Regions from separate parts of the Mus musculus genome. Here region 2 is linked to region 1. A link is a contact called in public HiChIP or PLAC-seq data. All regions are on one chromosome and are shown on one strand. Each heading gives the region's core, a stretch centred on a gene start, on an enhancer-like site or on the middle of the called end of the contact. The rest is flanking DNA. Distances are from core to core; before and after follow the strand shown.

Region 1 (3,748 bases), core at 140-2,639:
TGTGGTGAGAGACACTGGCTTGTCCCCTCCCAGGTGCAAAGGGCCACCTCAGTACTTGTGGGTACTAACTGCCCATCCAGAACCTTCCTGTGAAGCCATCTTACTTCTTAGAACAAAGAGTACATTTGCTCATACTTATTTCCTTTATGTCTTCTACAGCCTTCGGTGGACAGTGGCTCTGGGAATTAGCTGAGGACCAGACTGAACTGGGGACCACGTACCTGCCTGACAGAAGCAGGGGGCTACACAACTCACAGGGTAGACTTGTCTGCTGTCCTGACTCCTCTCACCCCACCTGGCAGGAAGACGAAGCCATTTTGCCTCTGTGGTTCTCAGACCATACCTCCTTTTCGGCTTTGAGGGCAGGGCCTGCAGGCCTCTCTCCCTAACGCCAGTTATCTGGAGAAGTACAGATATCTGGAGGATGCACACACTTTCTGTACATCCAGGCCACCTCTGTTTCTTCCATGATAGTTCCAGAATGTTCTATGCCACCCCACCCCCACCCCAGTCAGTGTCACAAGTACGAGGAGCTGTGCTGGCTCAGACTGCTGTAGAAGGCTGGTGTGGAATGGCCCCCTTAAACTCTCAGCAACACAAATGGCTGCAGTAGACTTGTATAAGACCAGGGATACTAACGTTCCCCCATGGGGAGGAGTAAGCATGAGGCCCTGCCCCAGGGATACAAAAGCAGGTACTAGTTACTGAGACATTTTCCTTTGGGATACGGATGCTTTCAAGTTGTCTGTGCTCCTGTGTTCGGGCCTAATTAAACTCACTGTTCACCTGAGCTATAAAGACAGACTCTGAAGTCTTTTCTTCCTGTTCTACTCACGGTCTTCCTGCCCTCTAACATGCTTCTGCCAGAGGTGGGAGTGGGAGCGTCAGATCTCGGACCTGACAGCCTGAGCTTCTTCCCCTTTAATCAGAGTAGGGTGTGGGAGAGCATAACGCACAGCGAAAAGAACCAATGAGCTGGTGACGTCTGTACTGTGGCAGCTTCCCACCTCCCCTCCTGACCTGCATCCCCTTGCTACCGTATTCCCCTGCCACGCAAAAGCTGCATGCCTGCCTAAAATCGTAAAATCTCCACACACACACACACACACACCCACTTAACTCCTGGGCTCCTGAGCACCCCTCGGGGCACCCCTTCTTTCCCACTTCCATGGAGGCCCAAGTGCCCCCTCAGTCCTGATTACATTGTGCATGAATCATGTTTTAATGTTTGCTTTAATACACACAGAGTCTTTAAACAATAATAATAAGAGGAGAAAAAAATCGGCAAACAGCATCAGAGAGAGGAAATCTCTTTCTTAACATAGAAGCGGGTCTCTTGGCGTCACGGGGGAGAACTGAACAGCGAGCCTGACAACATAATTAGAAGATTGTTACTGGGAAGGGAGAGGCATTCTTTATACAGCTCCTGCTCTCTCAATAAGATTATCCTCCCTGAATAGCTAATCAGCTTTTTTCCAGTTCCCCAAATCCGGGGCTCGGGCTCCTCTCCCCGTTCTTCCCGCTCGCTTGCTCACTAAATGGCAAACGGTGACACCTCGGAGGGGAAATTTCAAGTGTTAACGAAATTTCAAGTGTTAACGGGATGTGAGCAAACATGGAGATGGAGGGTGCGGGGAGAGGGGGGCTCCGGAAGATTAGCAGCAATTTAGGAAGACGGCACTGTCACACCTGGGTTGACAGCGGCTGACAGGGGCTGTTGATCTCTGCTCCCACCTCAAATTTGAGTGTCACACTTCAACAGAAAAGAGCAGAGTGAAGGGATGCTTCCTGGAGTCAGAGTGGAATGCACAGCCCATGTTCACAGCACTTAGGACGAGCAAGGGATAGGTGGAGCAAGGGTCTACCCACCCACACCATCCATGCTACTAGCTCCCATCCAGAGGGCAAGCGACCAAGGGTCAGACAGTTGTGTTGCCCAGAGTAACCATGGAGCACTGGACTGCTTCTGGAAGGGAGGGTCTCTTTGCGACAATCCTGGAATCTTACAGAAATGACTTTTCAAAGCGGCTGAACCACTGCTCCAGTCTCCCTCCGCTGACACTGGTTTAAACTATGTAGCTGTTGCCTGAGCAATTCTGGATAACTGAGGTGGTGCTGGAAAACCACAGGACCAGCTGGATCTACTGAAGTATGGGAAGGACTCCCCTGTCAGTGGTCCTGAGAACTTCCGCATCCCTCACCCCAAGTACCACTAGGGTAGGGGATAAGTTTGCTCACAGGACCACTGCTGACCCGCTCCACTGCTAGCCTGTGTTATGGGAGACCAGAAAAGATGGATGCTGCCCCGCCCCTGAAGGACCAGAGTTGAAGAAACAGTTCAGATTTGGGCTGTGGATGTGAGCCCTGAGCCTGAGAGGAGGGAAGGATTTCAATGTCCACAGCCTGTCTGTGAACGGGGATTCCTCAACAGGGTCCCCTCCGTAGTTCAGAAGAGCCGCAGAACAAAAGCTACATTGTTACAACCAGATTGGGAAGGGAGGGGTGCTAGAGAGACGGGTTGCTCAGTGGGTAAAACCCTGAACTTCTCTTGCGCAGGACCTGATTTTGGTTCCCAGCACAGGTCTCAACCTCCTGTAACTTCAGCTCCAGGGGATTTGATGCCTCTGGTCTTCCTGGGAGAACTCAAAACAAGTGTATGTAACACACACAAACACACATACATACACACAAATAATTCTTAAAACAAACAAACAAATACATGCAGAGGTGTGGGAGGTGACCATCACATAGGGGACAGAGGTCATCCCACACACTCCATCATCTCCGATCACCTCAGCGCTCAGAGCAGAGGCAGCTCTAATTCCTCCTCTTAGAAGATCCCACTTCCAGCTTAATCGTGGTGAGTGACAGGCGCTTGCGCCTAGACCTTCTGCACTCTGAGCCCAGGCTCCCTAAGGACAATGTGGTGAGCTGGACCCCAGATAGCAGCACATACGTGCATGCCACCGCTCTAATGAACATGTGCACACTCCTTCATTCCGCCCGCCAAAGCAATAGCCACCTCTCTTGCTTTCTGGTCACAGAGACCTTGTCTGTGTGTGACTTGAGCTGTCCTTTTTCCACAGAGCAGCTGTAACCACAAAGCTGGCCTGGCCACAGTCTGTAGTGAGCATCTTGGCCCTGGTTGCTTTGGTTACTTTTTTTCCTTGGGGAATCTTTATGGCAAAGTCTTGGCTGACACCATGTCTACAATATGTATACCTATGTTTCATGAGACAGCCCTACCCATGGGCTTGACGTGGCTTCCTGTGACCGACCCTCTCCTTGTCACTTGCTCCCTGGAGGCTCATATCATGCAGGTACTAATCTTGCCTTGCCCCTTGATGTCCATGCTGTTCTCAGATGTCCAAAATGTCTCTGGTAGAATCTCCTCTGAAGCTGAGCACAGCCCCATTGAAGACCACACCACATCCCAGATGGCAGGGACGCCCTTTCCCATGAAGCAGTAACCTCAAAGCCCGAGGAAACTCCTCACACCCCTTCTGAAGGTGCCACCTTCCACTGGGTATCACTGACACCAACATTCCAGGGTCAGAAGGAAAAATCCAGGCAGAACCTTGCCATGTTCTAGGAAGGGAACCTACCACTTCCCAGTACGGCCCTAGAGAGCTCTTGCCTCTAAACTTCCCTCGAGAGTAACTAAAATCAGCTTCCCTGCCCAAGGCGAAATTCACCCAATTATGGGACTGAATCAGAAAACATGCAGGGACGGTTGGCTTTGTTCTAT
Region 2 (3,978 bases), core at 887-3,386, 350 kb before region 1:
GGTGTGCAGCGCACAATGGAGTGGCTGAGCAAGGGTGGTTCTGCTGAAAGGGAAGACACTGTGGAGAGAATTTAGTGAGCAGTGGAAAGCTGGAAGGGAGGGAGGGAGGGAGGGAGGGAGGGAGGGAGGGAGGGAGGGAGGGAGGGAGGTCAGAGTGGATGGAAACCTGTGAGAGGTACTCACTTAGGGGTTGGGAACTTGGCTCCTTTGGTAAAGTGCTTGCTTTGCATGAAGATCTGAGATCCATTCTTAGAACCCATCTTAAAAACATCCAACCAAACCCTCCATGTGTTGGCTCATGCTTACAGTCTCAGCACTAGGAAGGAGGTAGAGACAGGCGGATCCCTGGGGTTCACTGGCCAGCCATCCTGGCCCTGCTGACTCGACAACAACAACAAAAGGTGGACAGGTCTTGAGGAATGATACAACCACCTGAGGTTGTGCATACACGTGCACACACATATATATGTACACAAACACATAAGAAACATTTGCACACACACACAAATCTTTATTCAGACAACTGATTATTGGTAAAACATTACTGAAGAGAAGGGTTCCATTAGCAGAGTTTAAATTTAGTTTTCTTATATGTATTTATATATGTGCATGTGTGTGTATGTGTGCACACATATGTGAAAGCCAGAAACTGACACCAAGTGTTCTCCATGACTCTACTTTCTTTTGATGAGACAGGGTCTCTTACTAAACCTGAGCCTCAGTGCTTTGTCCAGACAGACCAGAGACCCCCCCCCCCCCCGGAACCTCCTATCCCTGCTTCTCCATGTGGAGACCATAGAGGATTGCCTGGGGGTGGGCTGCCTTTTACTGTGGGGCTGGGGTGGGGGTTGGGGGTGGGATGGGGGTTTGGAGTGGTGGGGGGTTGGGAGGGGAGGGAACTGAACTCCGGGCTGCTTGCTTTTGCTGCAAGTGCTTAGCTGACTGAGCCATCTCCCCAGTCCCTAGTTTTGAGTTTCGTTTGTTTTGGTGTGTGTGTGTGTGTGTGTGTGTGTGTGTGTTTTCAGAACCTCGCTGATGAGGAGGACAAGCAGAGTTCAAGCAGCTGATGGTAACGCGCTCACTCAGAGCTTCGGCTGACAGAGCTTCAGCACTCCTCCCAGCCCTACAGCTGTGGGGAGCAGGACATAGCATGCTCGCCCCTCAGATGTCCTCTGTGGGACACAGCATCTACGCAGAGTGCCAGGCCTCCAGTTATTGGGTCTAATAGTGACTAAGGATTAAAACTGGAAAGCTGTGGAGATATCTCAGCTGATAAAGTGCTTGCTGTGCAAGCACAGGGGCCTGAATTTTGTCCACCAGAACCCACTCTTAAAAAGCTGGGCGTGGCAGTGGGAGCCTGTAATTGATCTCAAGGCTTGTAAGCTTAGTGGCAAGCAGATGCTGGGGACTTGCCGGCTGGCTGGCCTCTTGTGATTGGTGATCCGAGCTCCTAGTCGAAGACCCTGTCTCAAAACAACAATAAAAGTGAAAGTTGCCTAAGACCCTACATCCAATATTGACCTCTGGCCTATACACACACATGTACATGTGCATACAAACACACACACACACACACACACACACACACACACACACACGCACATGCACACGCACGCGCACGCATGCATATGCATAGGTGCACTTGCATGCACAAGAACACACATACATGCACACTTACTGTGGCACATTTTAATTAAAATATATATATATGTGTATGTGTGTGAACCTGGGTGAGTTTATAAACAGTAAGGTCCCCAGGAAGCAGGAAACGGATCAGATCTCTTGGAACTGGAGTACCAGATGGTCACACGGCTGTGAGCTGCCCAGTGTAGATGCTAAGAGGGAAATCTGGGTCCTCTACAAGCGCAGCAAGCAGTTCTTAGCTGCTGAGCCATCTCTCCAGCCCCCAAAGAATATTTTATATTTTGAAGCCTAGCCTTCAATGGCTGAGCCATATATCCAGCCCTCCAAAGAATATTAAAAAAAAAAAATCCACAGTGTTAGCTTAGAAGCCTCAGAGGGTTTTCTTTATCCCAACACCTAACAGTTTTCTGGACAGGCAGATCTGGCAGTGACTGGTCCGGGGTGGCTACCCTTCCTGGGGCTCATGGCCACGGAGGCAAAGTTCCGGGCCTCCACAGGGCAGAGGAGGGTGAGCAGCTGCCGAGAGCCTCTCCCTGCCAGACTGCTCTGTGGAGGGGGATAGTGTTGGCAAATGACAAAGAAGAGAAAATTGGTGTTACACCCCATAGTTAACGTGACAACACGCAGCTAACGAGCACTCAGCGATCCCCCCTGCTCATTTCTGTCACCCCCTTTGAGAACGTCACTTGTTTTATACTTAGCCTTACAGTGTAGGATTAGCTTTCGGCTAAAGTGAATTAGTCAGGGTTCTTTAAAACTCAGAACAAAGGTGCTGGAAACGTGGGGCGAAGGGGGTGCTGAGCTGTGTGCTCCTGCAGGCCGAGCCTCGCCAGCAGATGGGAACTTAGACTGAGGGATGTCAACTGGGACTAAAGTTTTATGTTACCCATAGACCTTCACCTTACACATAATGCATCTTTCTTCCTGAAGTCATTTTAAGAGGGATGCCAAGGTTGTTGAAGTTCTCAAGGCATAAAGATCCCAACCCCAGAGAAAGAACAGTTTTCAAAACATCTTACATTTCAAATCACAGAGAGCCAGTTGTTTGTCATATACACAGATTTGGAGAGACACATGAATTCATACATACACAGGCTCATGTATTCACAACACATATATACATGTACATGCACACACTTGAACATACATGTACATATACACATGAACATACATGTATACTTACACATGTACACTCACACGTGCATATGCACACATGAACATACATGTACATATACACATGTACATTCACACATGCAGATGCACACACATGAGCATACATGTACATATATACACATGTACATTCACACATGCATGGGCACGAATGTGCATATACATTCATAATACATATACACATGTGCACACATGATTGCACATATATGTACATACTCACATATGTACTCTGTACTCATGCATGTCACAGGCACACATACACACAAATGTAGATTTCATATCCTTCTTTTTTTGCCTGGCATATCATTTCTTTCATATTCCCTCCCCAGCTCTTTTCTGCTCCTCATGTGATTTACCCAACTCCAAGGTTACAGGAAAAAGGTAGAATCTTTCCCCCTACAGGTCAGAGATTGTTTCTGGTTCCTCAAATGTCCCATAGGGAAGCTTGGGAAAGTTTGCTCTGCCAACTGATTCAACCTCGTGGTGAATAGAATGCTTTGTAGGGGTCAGCTGCCCTGGTTCCTGCTGACTGGAGTGCAAACTCAGCAGCGATTCTGCAGTTCACAGAACCAACCATAGATGTCGACACAGTACACAGCTCCTTGGAAAGCATTGGCTCAGAGGGGACCTTCTTCATAGGCTCAGGTGACCATCAAAACCGCTCCTTTTGCTTGAAATAGTTGTGAAATCACATGCTTTCTGGGGATACTGCTCAGTGGATAAAGGACTGTCTTGTCAGTATGAGGACTACAGTTCTGATCCCTGTCACCCATGTAAATCCTGGCCAGGTGGGACACTTGATAAGCAGAGGTAGACCAGATGGAGTCAGTGAACTCTGGGTTCAATGAGACATCTTACCTCGATAAATAAAGTGGAAAGCAACTGAAGAAGATGCCTGATATTAGCTTTGGGTCTCTATATACACATGTACTCGTACACTCGTACCCACACACATTTAAACACATACACGCATACACACAAACACACACAAAAACAGGGAGAAATTACATGCTTTGGGGGAAGGTAGCAATTCATAATGGACCAGCCTTGATACCAAAGGATGGCTTAACTCAGGAAATGGCTTTGCATGGAAGGGGGTTTGTGGAGGATGGGCAGGTCTGAAGTCGCGAGAAAGTCGAGGGTAACCCAAGACCCTCAGACCGC

What was found. HiChIP or PLAC-seq counts read pairs in DNA pulled down with a chosen protein or histone mark.
Region 2: a contact with region 1 is called in an H3K4me3 HiChIP or PLAC-seq map of embryonic basal ganglia, with 2.6 times the contacts expected there. The contact joins two enhancer-like sites. A contact is called at or near these places in 13 of 39 promoter capture datasets (the 3T3-L1 cell line, the C10 cell line, HPC-7-derived erythroid cells and 7 more), 1 of 15 datasets of contacts at CTCF or cohesin (embryonic stem cells), 6 of 484 Hi-C or Micro-C datasets (all in embryonic stem cells), 2 of 115 datasets of contacts at active chromatin or transcription factors (embryonic basal ganglia and kidney) and 2 of 9 other capture datasets (embryonic stem cells and liver).

What each region holds. Positions count from the first base shown.
Region 1 is chr8:12,212,087-12,215,834 of GRCm38.p6, reverse strand. No RefSeq gene overlaps it. Among named protein-coding and RNA genes, the nearest start is that of Gm33029, 26 kb to the left of the region's middle. Within about 2 kb of position 1,389, at least 18 of the 459 cell types and tissues checked have an H3K27ac peak or open chromatin away from gene starts, as enhancers often do. A contact at or near this core is called in embryonic basal ganglia, where this site is marked.
Region 2 is chr8:12,563,934-12,567,911 of GRCm38.p6, reverse strand. No RefSeq gene overlaps it. Among named protein-coding and RNA genes, the nearest start is that of Spaca7, 7.1 kb to the left of the region's middle. Within about 2 kb of position 2,136, at least 38 of the 459 cell types and tissues checked have an H3K27ac peak or open chromatin away from gene starts, as enhancers often do. A contact at or near this core is called in embryonic basal ganglia, where this site is marked.